Regions from separate parts of the Mus musculus genome. Here region 2 is linked to region 1. Evidence: chromatin contacts called from public promoter capture Hi-C data. All regions are on one chromosome and are shown on one strand. Each heading gives the region's core, a stretch centred on a gene start, on an enhancer-like site or on the middle of the called end of the contact. The rest is flanking DNA. Distances are from core to core; before and after follow the strand shown.

Region 1 (2,522 bases), core at 14-2,513:
CTGGGGCTGGCAGCGATTGTGGTGGCTTACGTCCTTCTAAAACCACTATGCTGCAGAGGAAGGAGGAGGAGAGAGAAGAGGGAGAAAGGAGAGAGGGGACAGTGAGGAGAGAGAGAAGGGGGGGAGAGAGAGAGAGGTGGAGAAGGAAGGGGGGACACGGGGTAGTGGGAGAGGAGAGAGAAAGCAGACTGGAGAAAGGGAAAACAGGAGAAAGTGGAAAGGCAGAGGAGAGCTACACAAGGGGAAGAATAACGTGAGCCAGGGGATTGGAGAAAGAAGAGAGTGAAAACACTGAAGAGAGATGAGAGTGAGGGAGAAGAGAGAGGAGTGGGGAGGGGGGGGAGAGTGAAGACAGAACAGAGACAGGGGAGCGGGAGGAGAGGGGGAGGAGGTAAGGAAAAAGAGGAGAGAGAGAGGGAAAGGAAAGGGAGAGGAAGGAGAAGGGGAGGAGGGAAGGAAAAAGAGGAGAGAGAGAGGGAAAGGAAAGGGAGAGGAAGGAGAGAGGGGGAGAGAGTGGAGATGGAGAGTGGAGGGAAAGAAGAGAGGAGAGAGATGAAGGAGGGAAGGAGAGAGGGAGAGAGAGGAAGGAGGGAGGAAGAGAGAGAGGGAGAGAAGAGAGAGGGGGAAGGAGAAGGGAGGAAGAGAAGAGAGAAAGGAGAGAGGAACAGAGGGAGGAGGAGAGAGAATGAGGGAAGAGAGGGAGGGAGAGGGAGAGAGAGAGAGAGAGAGAGAGAGAGAGAGAGAGAGAGTAGGGGGGATGAGGCGGAGCAGATACTCGGGGTCTGGATAAAGAGGGACAGAGGGCAAGCGAAGAGTAGGAGACCGGGTCCGCTGTTCCTCGCCGAGGAGCCCTGGCTCCCGCTGTCGCTGTCGCTCTCCCGCCCGCTTGCCCGCGTACCTGTTGCTCGGTCCGGGCTGGGTCTCGGCTCCGGTCCCCCCCACCAAGAAGGCCCCGCGCGCGCCGCCTACGCGCTCCGCCTGCCGAGCAGCCAGGCCGCCAGCGCCGCCACCTGCGCGGCCGCGCACAGCCAGGGCCAGCGGGCGCGGAGCGCGGGCAGCAGCGCGGGCAGCGGGTCCCGGGGCCGCGCGCGACGCCGCATGGCGCGTCGGTGCAGCTCGTCGCCCAGCGCCTGCAGCCGCAGCGCGGTCACCTGCGCCGCCGCCCAGCGCAGCCCGGGGCGAGCGTCGCCGCAACCGCACACGGCCGGGGGCCCGCGGCCGCGATGCCGGGGACACGGGCACATGGCGTGCGGAGGAGCCTCCCTGGACCCCAAGTTTCGCCCTTCACCGCGCGTTTGTTGTGCTGACGGCGCTATTATTAATTAAAGTGTCACATGGTGGAGGGGGCGGGGAGGGCGCGGGGAGGGGGTTACATCATCCGGCCCGGGGGGTGGGGAGTGTGTGCAGGAGAAAAAGCCGAGAGGTAACTTTTAACCCTCGAGACGCCGGCAGGGCGGGGACAGGCAGGGATGCGGGGCTTCGGGAATGCTGGCCCGGGGTCCGCTGTTTCGCTTCCCGGGCTGCGGGAGGCTCCAGCTCGGAGATAGCCTGGAAAGCCAGCTCGGTGCGCACTGTGAATTGAGCTCCGGGAGAATTCGGCCGTAATGCGAAAAGATCCCCGGGCTGTTGTGTGGCCTGGGTGGTGGGAGGCAGGGTTCAAGCCGACTTGCCCTGTTTCGGGACAGCCTCCGCACCTGTCAGCCTCCGGGTGGGTGCACACATTCCTGACACGCGTTCGCACCCCCTTCTGGTGACCTGACTTAAGCGCACCCCGGGGTGGGAGCCTGAACCCTGAAATGAAGGCGGGGGACCCGGGATGGGTTGGACTCCAACTTGGGCGAGTCGCCTTTGCACTCAAGACATCTCCCCACCCCCCACCCCCCACCCAAGAACGTGGTTCTAGAGAGAAGTTCTTGCAGCCTGCTTACTTTGTAGGCTTTATCTTTTCAAACGGGGTCAGAGTTTGCTGGCGACCCTGTAAGGCTTTGCCTTGGTGCCCAGTGAGGTTACCTAACCCAAAGGAAGACCAATCCAGTTTTGCTCCAGCTCCAGCCTGGGAAGTCCTCTGGGGAGGGTGCCGACCAGTGAGGAGGCTCCTGGGACTCCTTAGGGTGCTAGAGAGACCCGCCCACCATGTCCAAGCCACTGGATTTTGGACAGCTTTGGGATTGGGGCCTGAAGGAGCAGGGAAGTGGTCCATATACAACCTGGTCCATATAGTGGTTTCAGGCCAGCCACAGTTACAGAGAGAATCCTTTATTTAAAAACCCCAAAGAGTCAGGGATGCCTCTGTGGGTAAAGGTGCTTGCAACCGAACCTGATGACTTAATTTCAGTCCTGTGAATCCGTGTGTTCCAAAGACAGAAATCTGATACCCACAGATTGTCCTCTGACCTCCATATGTACTACCCTATGTGTATGCACATAAGATAGATAGATAGATAGATAGATAGATAGATAGATAGATAGATAGATAGATAGATAGATAGGAGATAGACAGACGTATTCAAACAGAAAACAAG
Region 2 (2,522 bases), core at 14-2,513, 2.5 Mb before region 1:
AGGCCTCACTGTGCTAGATCAGCCAGATTACATCCATTAGTCATTCAACACGCATCATGGCGGCCTGTTGCCATGGAAAGTGCAAAGGCGTTGAGGCGTCAACTCCCAGCCCTACTCACTCTTGTGGGAAGTCGGACAAACTGAGTAACCTCTCTGAGCTTCCAGAGATTTTGCTTCCTGCCCATAACATGAGGACACAGTCTTACCTCCAGGGGCTGAATGGAATGGACACTCAATAAGCAGAAGCCATCATTTGTGATGATCTTGGGCCACAGAGGTGAACCGTGGTGGAAGCCCTTAGGGGCCTTTTGAGCAGGAATCAGTTTTGTGTAAGTGGTTAAAGTAGTTGATGGCGTGATATGGGGTGTCACAGAGGAGGAGGAGGAGGAGGAGGAGGAGGAGGAGGAGGAGGGAAGACCGATGAATCAAGAGAGGCTGCTGGGAGGAGTTGGCTGGATTCTTCTTTTGTGTTTGCTACTAAATCCCTGTGCAACTTTGAGTTGATGACTTCCTTACCCTGAGGACCTCAGGTTCCCACCGATTGCAAGGTGGTCATTAAGCAGTGACTAGATGTAGCTGTGAATGGCTTTCTTCTAAAAACAAACAAACAAAACAACAACAAAAACGCAGGTGTCCTGGGCAGGGTAAAGACTCCAGCTAATCCAGTTTTGGTTCTGGGAGTGAGCCTAGTGTAGCCTGCCCTTCACCCTTGCTCTCCCTTCCCCCTGCCCTCCCCCAATCCCCCCAGATCCCAACAGAGGAGGAGCAAGGGCCACTCTGGTCTGGCTCCCAAAGAGGTCCCTTAACCCTGCTCAGCTGCCTGGATCGCAGTCCCACACAGCCTCATCTTTCCCAATCTAAACAGGGCAGGTCCTGGATGTCTCCTCTCTCAGTCCATACCTGTGTCTGCAGATGCTGTGTTCAGCTTGCCAGAGGGCCTATCACAGTGCCCATGAACGCTTAAACTGCTGCTCCAAGAGATCACCCTGTAGTTGGCCAGTGGCCTTATGAGCAGTCTTTAGACTGTCTCTAAATCAGATTCATTCATTCAAGTACTTATTGAGCGCCTGTTGTGTACCAGGCCCTAGCATAGATGCTAAATGCAAAGATGATAGATTGGAACCAGAACCCCTAAACACAGAACGGATCTGATGCCTCGTGGGCCCAGCCGGGGACTCGGTGACTCGCGTGTCACAGCGGCTGGGCGGATCGGTCTCCTCCCCTTCCTCTACCCGCCCCGCCCCGAGGCCGCCTCCACCCGCGGGATCCCAGCGACGCGTCCGACGCGTCCGCGCGCCAGGACTACTGCGTCCTCCTGTCTGTCTGTCTATCCGGCGGCGGGCGAGGTCCGGGCTGGGGCAAAGCGGTGCCCTCCTTCCCTCCCTCCCGGGAGCCAGCGGAGAAAGAGTCAGCGGGGGGTGAAAAGAGCCAGCGCGGGGAGATCACGGTGAGCGTGTAGCGCAGGGACCCCAAATCCCTGGCTCTGGCGGGCCCACGGGCAGATGCCACCGGGCGGGGACATAACGACCTGCAGCTCTTTTGCCCCCGGGGACGCCACCCCTGAGGAAACCTCGGTCGCGGCTCCATCCGGCACCCTCCATCCATCTCAACATCCCGCATCTTGAACTCGAATCCCTGCATCCCACATCCTTCATTCCGCATCCCGGAATTCTGCATCTCCACATCCCGCGTCCCTGCATCCCACACCGCAGCCCCCGGTAGCGCGCGGCCCGGGGCGGGGGACGCGCTCCAACCGAACACGGGCCACTGCGGGTGACAGCCTGGGGTATGATGCCCGCTGTTCTCCGGGTACCCCAGGGACTGCAGGGCACAGACCCCCGAGCCTCCCTGCCGCCCCCCCACCGGCGCCCCATTGTTCTCTGCCGCGGCTCCTGGGAGGGGGAGGGGGCTGCTCTCTTCTTAAAGGGCCCTTTCTCCTTCTTGTCGCCCCTGCAGGTCGCGAACACCAGTGGGGTGGGGCGTGCCCACGGCCCCCGCCCCTCCCCAGGGTCCCCCAGCTGCAGGTCCGGACCGCGATCCCCACGCTCCGCCCCCTTCCCTGGGAGATCTACCACCACTCAGGCCGGCCAGGAGAGGGGACAGGGGTGCAGGGGTGCAGGGAGCCCCGTCGGGAGGGGCGGACCCAAGTCACCCCGAAGCGAGGCACGGGATCTGGAAAGCGGAGCCAAGCGCGCAAGGAGCAGCAGGCTGGGGCCAGGGCCTCCTGGGTGACAAGGCCCTGCGTGGCGGACAGAAGGAACGGGAGAGAAGCAGGGACAGGCCGGACTTAGAGGGGCAAGTGCCTCCTCACTCCTGCACCTGCACTGAGGGGACTAAGGGATTGAGATCATGTCCCCCACCTAGGACAGACATTGCCTACCGCGCACCGCTGTGTGCAACAGCTGCGCTCTGCGGGAAGGGGTCCTCGCAGCGTCTGGATGGCCACCCATCCCCCTAACCCAGGCCTCTAGGCCTTGGAGACGAGCCCAGCTGGAAAAGAGGCCACACTCCTCGCCGCCCGC

The links. Promoter capture Hi-C pulls out the DNA fragments that hold promoters and counts their contacts.
Region 2: a promoter capture Hi-C map of liver shows a contact between it and region 1, with 9 times the contacts expected there. The contact joins the promoter of Dtx1 here to the promoter of Hrk in region 1. A contact is called at or near these places in 1 of 39 promoter capture datasets (liver) and 1 of 115 datasets of contacts at active chromatin or transcription factors (embryonic forebrain).

What each region holds. Positions count from the first base shown.
Region 1 is chr5:118,168,505-118,171,026 of GRCm38.p6, reverse strand. It overlaps Hrk (harakiri, BCL2 interacting protein (contains only BH3 domain)), which reads right to left and starts at 1,263. Exons shown (of 2, transcript NM_007545.2): 1 at 899-1,263. The coding sequence starts at 1,244. The coding sequence ends at 966.
Region 2 is chr5:120,710,410-120,712,931 of GRCm38.p6, reverse strand. Dtx1 (deltex 1, E3 ubiquitin ligase) reads left to right here and starts at 1,263. Exons shown (of 10, transcript NM_008052.3): 1 at 1,263-1,447; 2 at 1,957-2,522.